Linked DNA regions of Drosophila melanogaster: region 2 is linked to region 1. A link is a contact called in public Hi-C data. All regions are on one chromosome and are shown on one strand. The core of a region is the stretch at or near the end of the contact, and the rest is flanking DNA. Distances in the headings are between cores, read along the strand shown.

Evidence for each region. Hi-C and Micro-C count contacts between places; a contact is called where the count stands out from the background.
Region 2: a Hi-C map of the Kc167 cell line shows a contact between it and region 1, with 2.4 times the contacts expected there. A contact is called at or near these places in 33 of 107 Hi-C or Micro-C datasets (the Clone 8 cell line, the D17-c3 cell line, the Kc167 cell line and 13 more) and 1 of 7 datasets of targeted methods (the Kc167 cell line).

The regions. Positions count from the first base shown.
Region 1 is chr3L:16,843,536-16,849,139 of dm6, forward strand. It overlaps CG32161, which reads left to right and starts at 2,692. Exons shown (of 1, transcript NM_168688.2): 1 at 2,692-3,465. The coding sequence starts at 2,762. The coding sequence ends at 3,448. kud (kuduk) reads right to left here and starts at 1,456. Exons shown (of 2, transcript NM_140668.3): 1 at 1,385-1,456; 2 at 1,033-1,327. The coding sequence starts at 1,326. The coding sequence ends at 1,090. Zcchc7 (Zinc finger CCHC-type containing 7) reads left to right here and starts at 1,851. Exons shown (of 6, transcript NM_140669.4): 1 at 1,851-1,974; 2 at 2,033-2,354; 3 at 3,626-5,604. The coding sequence starts at 1,966. TSG101 (Tumor susceptibility gene 101) reads left to right here. Exons shown (of 7, transcript NM_079396.4): 5 at 1-195; 6 at 257-603; 7 at 672-1,050. The coding sequence ends at 858.
Region 2 is chr3L:17,033,230-17,038,833 of dm6, forward strand. beg (bad egg) reads left to right here and starts at 2,439. Exons shown (of 1, transcript NM_140693.3): 1 at 2,439-3,636. The coding sequence starts at 2,470. The coding sequence ends at 3,609. It overlaps scaf6 (SR-related CTD associated factor 6), which reads right to left. Exons shown (of 12, transcript NM_001038939.2): 8 at 4,702-5,604; 9 at 4,477-4,644; 10 at 4,091-4,405; 11 at 3,855-4,026; 12 at 3,630-3,801. It overlaps lncRNA:CR43250 (long non-coding RNA:CR43250), which reads right to left and starts at 447. Exons shown (of 2, transcript NR_124964.1): 1 at 141-447.

The sequences.
Region 1 (5,604 bases), core at 1,442-3,941:
GGTGGCAGCAACTCGTTTCTGCCTTATCCCACAGCTGGCGGAGCTGGTGGTAGCAACTTTCCACCGTATCCCACGGGATCTAATGTCGGACCGTACCCCCCGACACCCGCTGGTCCAGCTGGCGGATCCGGATATCCGGCCTACCCGAATTTCATACAACCAACCGCCGGTGGGTACCCACCAGCTGCGGGATATGTAAGTTTTAGATTATTATCCAAAAATCGACTTCTTAATGTTTAAAGCTTATTCTTTTCAGAATCCCTCAAATCCCAGTTCCACGGGAACTATTACCGAGGAGCACATCAAAGCATCAATCATTAGCGCTATCGACGACAAGCTGCGCCGCCGAGTTCAGGAGAAAGTTAATCAGTATCAGGCCGAGATCGAAACTCTCAATCGCACCAAGCAGGAGTTGCTCGAGGGCAGTGCCAAGATCGATGCCATTATAGAGCGCCTCGAGCGCGAACATATTGATATGCAAAAGAACATAAGTATATTAAAGGACAAGGAGCAGGAGCTGGAAAAAGCTCTTGAAGATCTTGAGAGCGCCGAGGCCATTAACCCCGACGAGGCGGTGACCACCACAGCGCCACTTTACCGACAGTAAGTTGAATGTCTGCGTGCGCATTCCAAGATTCATGCTAGATAATTAATGGTTTATCCACCCGCAGGTTACTCAATGCCTATGCCGACGAAGCGGCCACCGAGGATGCCATATATTACTTGGGCGAGGGTCTCCGCGGAGGTGTCATCGATCTGGAGACCTTTCTTAAGCACGTGCGACAGCTATCCCGCAAACAATTCATCCTACGGGCCACCATGCAGAAGTGCAGACAAAAGGCCGGTCTAGCGGGCTAGAAGAGCCATGATTTCAACAGTTGCCGTGATTTCTTATTCGACGGGGTAGTGCGAGCACGTGCAGACGATTTATATGTTACCATCAAAAATATTCGATAAGTTTTAAGCGCAAATTGAATCTTAAAAATTGAAATTATAATAACAATAATCCTAAATAAAACAAAGGCCTCATGTATGTTAACGCCCACGATCAGATCTTCAGTTTATTTCTATGCGGAATGGTGTCTTATCTCATACGTAAATACCGACGGTTAGAAGCAGGAAAACAATGCCGAATCCCAGGAAAATGGAGGCGCACAGGCTAATCAGCAGTTCCTTTATCAAGGTGCTTTCCTTAGAGCTCTTTCGAGACACCACAAAGATGAAGAACCAGGCGGTGAAGAAGGTTCCGATGACCAAAAGCACGGTGGCGAGGTGGGGAAAAACGGCCGGGTTCACGGGCGATACGTAGCGCTGCATTACGTCCATACTAGAAATAAGATGATCCGGTTAAGCTATTAGTTTAACACACTTGCGGCACTCTTACATTGAATTTTAGCTTTAATTACTTCTTGTTATTTTTCGACGCGAATTGTACGTGGCCCGGCAGCTAGGGTTGCTCCTCTTGTTATCGTTATCGGAGGCACCCACAATTGACTGCCAGTTTACACGTATCGAAACGAGAAGTATCATAAATTTTTTTTTTTTGTAAATTTTTTTTTGGTTTTTTTTGGTTTTTTTGGTTTTTTTTTTGGTTTTTTGTAAATTTTAAATTTTAATTTAACATTTTGAGAGATAAAAAACTCGGAGTGGAAAATTATTCATTTTTATTTATAATGCCATAGTGAATAATTAAGTGTTAATTTTAAAACTTAAACCAAATTCGAACCGTTCGTTGATGTAAATTATTTATTTTTTGCCAGCTAGTAGAAGTACTGTTGTCAGATTTTTTAGTTTACTATTCGATAGCAACATTTTCCGATAGCCAGAGTGTCATCACTGCCTCGATTGACATGCTCTCTCCAGCTTGCCCACCACTGCCATCAACGTGCTCTCTTTCATTATATTACTTTTTATCAATGCGCAGGAAAAATAAATCAAAGGCAAAGGAAAACAAAGACGCGCAATATGAGTGATGTGAGTGTTGGCCCAAATACCCGTTATTCCTACCGATCTAATGCATTCCAATCCGCAGCTTGAGGAGATGGACAGCGAACGGCTGAACGAGCTAGAATCAATTCTATATGCCTCGATCCACTACAGCGATGGATTCGAAGAGCACACTGCCATGGATCAGCCTGCGAAGGAGTCAACCAGCGACCAGGATGCCAGGAGCATGCCACCGCCTCCTCAGCAGAAGCATCCCATTCCCGGACAGCGTTTCGTCAGCGGAACACGAGTGATCAACAACAGCATGCAGAAACCACGCTACTGGATCGATGGTGCGGCAGCTGTGGGGGAGGGGCAGGTGGTGCAGGCGGAGGAACAGCAGGCCACCACAAACAAAACAATGCCAGGTGAGTGGCAACCATTGGCAAATGGTATATATGAAGTAATAAAAACCATAAGCTAGCATAAAAATATACCCAAAAATGTACCCAAAAAAGGTAGGATCCAATAAGATCCAATATCTCACAAGTTATTAGGTAATTTAAATCATAGTAAATATAATCATATTTAATCGGTCGATTTGTAGCTATAACTGTTTAAAACTCAAAACAAAAAAAATTAAACGTGATTCATAATCTTAGGTATTCTTAGCTAGTTCATTTGTAGTCTTTTAGTTCCGCCCCATTTCATAGTAGTCAAGAACATTTCCTACTTCCATCAGTGGGGATCAGCCCAGCTTTTGGGCATTAGGCTGCTTTCATCCTTTTCAAAACTATTTCGTTGGCGTGCTTTCAAAATTCTCCATAACCTTCCAATGATGACCTGCTTCCTCAGTCGCTTTCTGGGCCTGGGCAGGTGCGGTCTGCAGGTGCTCGAAAGGCGGATGGGCCATTTCAACCATTGCACCTTGGCCCTGGCCACTCTCGACCTTGTCTGCATTGTTTGCCTGCTCCATTACCAACTGGCGCGGCATGGCCGAGATCTGTTTTTTTGGTGCGAGGAACTGGACCAACGACTAGTGGAGTACATGCTATCTGCAGTCGTATTGATGGCCAGCGTTAGTGTGCTGGGCTCGTGTGTGGATGGCTTTATCTTCTCTGCCTTGGTTCAGCGGAAAATGAGTCGGTTTGATATGCCGCGACAGTATTTTGAAGATCGTTACCGCAGATTCGTCTTCATGCGGCTGGTCAGGCAACTAGAGCAGGCTCTCAAAGTGCAGGCTAAGCAGTCTGAGTTGGGCGAAAGAATGATGACGCCACTCGCCAATCTGTTCGAGGCGCAGCAGCTGATCAAGGAGGCAATCGATGAGTTTCGCACAGCGGTGCGAGTCCTACTGTGGCCCAATCGATCCGATGTGCTGGCAGAGGCGTTTGTCCTCTTCCACATAAGCGAATCGCAGTTGTCGGATCTGACACTTCAAGGCTACAGGCTGAACGACGTCGAGGGGGAAGACATGTCCAATTCCCGTCTTAGTCAAATGCTTAACCCACTTTGGTATTAAAATTGGTGCTATAGTTCAGAAACTGCATTTTTAATTTGTCAATGAAAATGTTGGGTTGTATCAAAAGATTTGGTTTATTCTTAAGAATTTCTGCTAATTTGCTATTCACATTTATTCATATCGCCTATACAAATAAATATAAGAATCACATTTTAATTTATGGTTCTTGTCTCTTAGCTGTTGAAGAAAGTTCCTCATCACAATCGATGGATGTCGATATGCCGCAAGACAAGAGTCTATTGCTGTCGCCCGAAAAGGGAACGTCCAATCAACCGAAAACTGCTAGCCAGCCCCCGAAACATCAGCAAATCCCACAGGCCAAGCAACAGCAAAATATTCATGCAAAACAATTGCAAAATCAACAGGCAAAGCCTCAGGAGCAAAAAAATTCACAACAGAAACAGCAGCAGAGTCTTAAGCAACAAAATCAACAATCCAAGCAGCACCAAAATCAGCAAAAGAAGTCGGCGCCAGTAGTACAAAAACCAAAACCGCAGCCAAACGCATCCACCAAAGTGAATCACGAAGCCTACGAGGCGGAGCGTTTTGACCAGAGACTTCTAGTCGCCATCCCACCGAACTGCCCGCCCAAGAAGCAGAATAAGCCACAACAAAACAAGCAACAGCAGCAGCAAAACAAACAGCAGCAGAAAAAGCAACAGCAGTCGCTGCAACATAACAAACAGCAGCAGCAATCAGGACCTGGACCGTTTGGCAAAGCCAACCGCAAGTTGGAGCAGATTCAGCGTCTGGCAGATAAGAAACAGAAATCCAAGCAGGCTCAGTTAAATAAAAAACAGCGAAAGCAGCAGTCTCCGCCGGTGGAGTTTGTCAACCTGGCAGAAACAAGCGAATCTTCCGATGACGATGATGTGGTTCATGTACCACTTCCGCCAGCTCCTATCATCGAATTGGACACGAGTGACGGCGAGCAGACCTGCACCTCATCTCAATTGTTTCACGAAGAGAATGCAATGGACGCCACAGACGTGAAAATGGGATTGTCTTGTATTACTGAACCAGAGGGGACGAGTGTTGTTGCTAGCAGTACCACACCACCCATGCATTCACCGAGCTGTTCCGTCATGTCCAGTGATGACTTCATAGTGCAGAAGGATACCACTCGCTTGTTGACAGAATGTGAGAACGCCAATGATGAAGATCTGCTGGTACTAACCGAGACGGCTATAAGAGAAGCTATTGGCGAGGAACCAAAAGATAAGGAAGTTGTGGAAAATGCATCTGAGGAACAAGAACATGATCATGCGGCTGATACCTCGTCGGAATATGAATTTGTTCCTCCTTCACGACTGGAGGAAATTAAGAAAAACTATCGCGTCGACGATCAGCAATTCAGAGCTTTAGACGTCTACGAAAGTGAGTCTGACCTCACGGAAAGTGGCATTTACTCAAAAGCCAAGAGCAAGACCACGCCAACGATCATACGCAACGTAGACTCATCATCGGGCAGCTCTTCCGTCGAGGAGGTAGTGGAGCCTAGTGTCCAAAAGACGAAGCGTCTGCGCAAACGCTCCTGTTCAACAAACAATCACAGCCAATCTGATCCAAACAACGACGATGGGTTGGATGATTCAGACAGCGATGATGGCGTTCATGCTACTGGAGTTCCTGGCATAGCACGTGGTATGGCAGTGGAGCGTTGTAAGCGCAAAATCCGTAGAATCAGTACCAGACATAGCTCTGATGACAATTCGAAGAAGGCGGCTACACGTATCCAAAAACCGAAAGTTGCTGCAGTCCATCATGCTAGCTCAGAATCTGCGTCTGAGGATGAGTTACCAAGTGCCAGAGATATAGCCGAGCGACTTCTTAATCAACAGCAAGGACAAGGAAAGGTGCAGGTACAAAAAGGCGATGGCGATGACGATGCCATTTCTATCGGATCCGATGAAGATTCCCATGCAGAGGCGGAGTTTCGCGATGCTATGACAGATCGATTAGCTGCAGTCTTCGAGCGTCTTGATGCCAAAGCCAAAAAAATGGAAGAGGACGAGGAACAAGTGAATGCGAGTGGATATATATCCGATGAAGAAGACTCGCGAGACAAAAGTGCAGACACCACTGTGCGTTCCGACGAGGATATTGATGCTTCTAACGATCTTGAGGAGACGAATCCAGATAAGAACGACAGAGAC
Region 2 (5,604 bases), core at 1,189-3,688, 190 kb after region 1:
TAGGGGGCATTTCGTTCAAAGTCTAAAAAAATGAATTCATTAAAAAAAAAAAATTGTATTATGTTGTGAATAAAAAATGGAAGGCCAGCGAAATTGTTGTTAAACATTCAGATTTATATAGAAATAATATATAAAGTTACCGCACATTTGCTGATGTACTATGTATTGTATTTCCAAAGGTTTCTATCTCTACGATTGCTGCTTTTCGTATGATAGCAGGGTTCTGTGAAAAAGCGAAAGTGTAGAACTTTCACTGTCGTTTCTGTTCGGCTCTGCCTCTGTCTCTTTCGGTATCGGGCTCGCCCTCTCTTTCGCTCACCCTGTTGCAGCATCATTTGGGGTGGAGCACTTAACGGTTGTTCTGGATCGGGCGTCATCATCGTGCGTTCTTATTTTATCAGATCGTTTGTGTTACGTTCTTTTTCGGATATTTTTAGCCGCTCTCTCGGTCAATGCACACTTTCGGCCGACTTTTTATGGGTTCAGATTGTTACGTTTCTGATTCCGATTCCGATTCGGTTCGGATTTGGTTTCGGTTTCGTTTCCACATTCGTTTTGGTTATGCTGTTTTCTTTTTTTTTGCCACTTGCTTTTCGCTTTCGTTGCATTCCCGCATGCGGAAATGTTAGCCGGCCCTCGTGGCGTATGCGCAATGCTGCTGCGCAGTTGCATTTTCTCCCGCATTTCGCACGTATCCTTCGGAATGTGCATTCTCGCGCTCGTCGATCCGATCGGCAACGCATAACGGTAACGGGCACGTTCTGGGAACACCGACTTGGGTTCGGAATGTGTGCGCTGGCCGTTGTGGTTCGGTGGAACTCTTGCTGGTATGCGGCATTAATTGGTTCGCCACGGGCACTCTCATTCATAAATACAATTTCACAACCTGATCTAAAGAATCGCGCCACTTGCGCCATGTCAACGATCTCCGTCGAATGCCCCTACCTGGGCATCAAATTCACGACTCATTATCAAAGAAAAAAAAAACAAAAAAAATTGGGCAGAAAGAAAAGAAAAAAAAAACAGCCGAAATACAACAGAACCCAACGGAGTATGAACCGCAAACAGGTTCTGCTTCTAATAGAATCGCCGGTCCATCGACGATCTGATATTCGTGCAGTCTAGACGAGCATTGGTACACATATCTGGTGGGTCCTTTCCTTGGCAACAAGAAAAGAGCTGGGAATGTCGCTCCGTCTTCTGGGAAGATCGCATCGGACCATGGGCGGATGGACAAGGGACACTGGCAGGACCGCTGGCAGAGCGTGTGAGCTAGTGTTTTTGTTTTGATGCCCGAGATGTGTTCCTTGAACTGAGGGCGAAAGTGGTGCGTCACGTCATCTCCGGTGTCTGACTTTGCCGGCGGCTTTGTCGTTCACCTTTGCCATCCCAATCACCATCCCCATCCTTCCCTATCCTCATCATCTTCCGCAGCCAATTCTTTCGGCCTGCCGGAGGGTTATTCTTTTGCCCTGGGTTCAAAAAACTCTGCGATTGCCTTGCTGGGATCGCATTTCAAATTAGAAACTCTTATTTCGGGGGTTCCGAATAGCACATGGCCAAAAAATACTCTTTTGTCTTGGCAGGGTTTTAATCTTATGTCTTTGAATTTAAACATATAAAGAGCTATTATTTCTTTAAATTTTCATAGATATTTAAGGTCTGACTTTAGAAAACGTAAATTATAGAATACAATGCAAATGAAACGAAAAGTCGTAACTTAGCTTCCAAATTTTCTTCAGAAAAATATTGTCATTATTAATATTCCCCTACCCAAGTACACTCGATGTACTCCCCTTACGTTAATGTTTCCCTCCATAAAATTTAATTATTGTCCACTAGGACAGATTTTAAATAATAAATAAAAGGCTACACCAAAAAAAAAAAAAATTATTAATATTTTAAAATAGTATCTTAAATGAAATGTTACTAAGCACAGTAACTTTGTTACTCTGTACTCAACTAAAAACTTGGCTCAGTTTCTATGTAGTCAGTGACTCATGAATAAACAACCAACATTATTTCGTCATGACCATCAACGACTAAATAAGAGCCTAGCAACATAAATCAAGTTTGGCTATAAATAGTGGAAAAAGACCGCAGACCATGACTAAGATGTCTGGGGAAATAAAATACCTGGGAATTTTGATCTTTTTACCAATTCCAATTGGCCATTGGATTTATTTAAAGTTAATAGTAAATACTTGAACCACTTAATAGCGTATATAGCATGTTGACTTTAATAATTAAGATTTACAATAAAGTGTCGATTATCACAATGCACTGAATGTTTTCCATTTCTTAAGATCATATTGTTTTTGAGCATAAGCCGCCAAAATTCAAAATACAATTGTACTAAAATCATCGAAGTACTAAAGCTATCGATGGCCGCATTACAGTTATCGATATGATCTACTTTTCTCTGCTCCAATCAGCTGTTATGTTATGCCGCGAACTCCTTCAACAAAAATGTTGGCCGCCCGCAGATTACTACGATCACCGCGGATTACCGGTGCCCTAAGCTGGTCCCGCTGGAGCAGCGATGCCGCGAAGGCCACAACAGAAACCTCCGCCCTTTTGCAGAACGCGGAGAAGCGGCAGCAACTGCTCAACGAGCTTTCTGAGCCGCTGGAACAGAAAGGCCGGCCCGCCATCGATCCCAAGGAAACAAGTGTGATGCTCTTTCCCGGTCAGGGCACCCAGTACGTGGGCATGGCCAAAGACCTGCTCCGGTTCCCGGGCGCCCGTCGCATCTTCGAGCTGGCCAACGAGGTGCTGAAATACGATCTGCTCAAGATCTGCCTGGAGGGACCACGTGAGAAACTGAATCGCACGGAGCACGCTCAGCTGGCTGTGATGGTATCCTCGCTGGCAGCACTGGAGCAGTTGCGTGAGGAGCGACCCAAGGCCATTGAAACGTGTGTAGCTGCCGCAGGCTTTAGTTTGGGCGAGATTACCGCATTGGTGTACGCGGATGCCCTGCCTTTCGACAAGGCATTGCGATTGGTGCAGGTGCGGGCCACCGCCATGCAGGCGGCATGTGACCAGGCAGCCGGAGCCATGGCGATGACTCTCTACGGACCGGATACCAATCTGGGAGAGGCCTGCGCTCGTGCGCAGCAATGGTGTCTGGACAAAGGAGTGGAGTCGCCCTACTGTGGCATCGCCAACTACATGTATCCGCACTGCAAGGTAGTGGCCGGCAACGTAGAGGCCCTGGAGTTCCTGGAACAAAATGCCAAGTCCTTCAAAATCCGGCGGATGAAGAGATTGGCTGTCAGTGGCGCCTTTCACACTCCTCTAATGCAAAGCGCCGTGGAGCCATTTACCAAAGCCCTGAAAACGGTGCGACTTCAGGACCCCGTCATTAGAGTGTACTCCAATGTGGATGGCAAACCCTATCGCCATGCCAAGCACATCCTAACGCAGCTGCCCAAGCAAATCGTGAGGCCCGTCAAGTGGGAGCAGACTCTCCACGAGATGTACGAGCGCAAGCAGGGCGTCGACTTTCCACGCACCTTCGAATGCGGTCCTGGCAAGGGCCTGGTCCAGGTCCTGGAAAAAGTAAATGCCAAGGCCGCTCAATCCAGCTTTAATGTTATAGCCTAATCTTGTATAAAAATTCAGTTCGCTTTTATAAAAATGTATATTTTCTGGGCTAAAGGAAACAAAAAACTGGGAAGTTATGACCGTTGGCAGATCCTAACTCTTGTCGTCTCGCGATCGCATCCGGTGCGCGAAGGCAGCTCCTTTGTTCTTCCGAAAGCTCTCGAAGGGATCGTGCATATTAGCGCCCACTCCCTGTGGATAGAAAATTATAAGTTGTCCTTTCTTGCGCACTCTTGCCACTTCACCTTGTACATCTCTCGACGATCGCGCACCTCGCCTCCCGAAATGGGCGTGTCGATGCCTTGATTCTTTGAGCCCAGTCCAGTTCCCGTGCCCGCCCAACCCATTTTCATGAGCATTTGGTGGCCCTTGTTCGATTCCTCGATGAAATCCGCTGGCTTGGCAAATGTGCTTCCCCTGGAAAAACAAAGATAGCTCATTGGTCCGACTGTCATGAAATTGTACTATAGCCATGATTTACAGAAAGCTCGGAGGTGTTAGAGATCTGTCGCGGTCCACTCGTCTTAGGTTGGTGCTGTTGCCATTGTCTCGGCTATTGGAATTGCCACGATCACCACGGCCCTCTCTGGTATTTGTGCTGCCGCTGTTGTTGTCCCGTTCGTGGCGAGGAGATCGATTGCGACCCTTGCGGTTGTTACCACCGCCCAACCTGCTCCGATTCATCGGTGGCGGCGTTAAAGAGCGCTCCATGGATCGCGAGCGGGATCGGGAGCGAGACAACGATCTATCTCGATGGGGCGGCGTTTTTGAGCGGGAGCGACTGCGACTCTTGGATCTGCGCAAGAAAATAAGTGCAAATATTTCTAGTTTTTGTGTGAAAATTTTTGATGGAAAACCAACACTCACCGATAAACTCGCTTGTTGCTCTTTTTGGGTAGGGGTTTCTCGAGCACAATCGGACTTGGCGACCGCGACTTTTCTCGAATGCCGTCCTTGATTTCCTCTTCTTTTTGCTTTCGCGCCGCATTCTTCACCTTATAGTACTCATAGAGACCAAGCTTCTCCCAACCCTCACTGCAAGATAAGCCCATTTATAAGGAACGCTCAATAACATCAAATTGAAATACTTACTTATCCCTTGGACGATCGTGTGAGGGTGCGGAATAGAAGGCGTTCAATGCATTTGTTAATCGCTCGCTTTGTGGCGCTGGAGCTGGCAGTCGAATGTCCGCCGGATCGAGGGCTTTGTAGTTGTAATCCTCCAGACGAATGAGCGGCACCATGAGGCCCGCTGGCAGGTCGTAGTAAGGCGCTGTGGGTATTTGTGGCTCTCCGATCACAACAGGTTCTCCAGATTCTCCGTCGACCAATTTCTGTGGTTGCTGGCCATCTTCCAATGTTCCGTCTTCGGGTTTGTTGGTTATAACCGCGCGAATGGCTGCATTGAGCACATCCAGATCCACTTCGCTGCTATCAGCATTTTGCTGGCCAGGTCTAACAATATTCTGGGGATAGGCAGCCATTGGCGGCGGCTGCTTTTGCTGCTGCGGTTGTTGCTGCTGCTGCTGCTGCAGTTGGTGCTGTCCTTGTTGCTGAGGGTCGTCAGGATGGTGTTGCTGCTGCATCTGTAAGCACGCCTGAATCGCTGCACTGAGAACGCCAAGATCAACAGGTGGTTCATTGCCAGAACCCGGCGCCTGCATGGGCGGAAACTGTCCCGGTTGTGGCTGCTGCTGGCCCATTGCTGGGCCCTGATTATGATGCATGGGTCCGGGGAAGCCTGGTGGTGGTTTGGACATGTCCGGAATGAAGAAGTTCGGTCCGCGTGGATCCGCAAAGTGATTCCCCGGTGGTGGCTGCTGCTGTTGGAAGTTACCACCTGGATACATATTATTTCCCGCCTGCGGATGCTGCTGATCATGCGGCCCCTGGCTATTCATGTGCTCATGGTCACCCGGCATTGCTATTCGGTGGGACATCAGCGATGGTATGTTCTTCTGCTGATGCTGAAGCATGTGTTGCTGCTGGGACTTC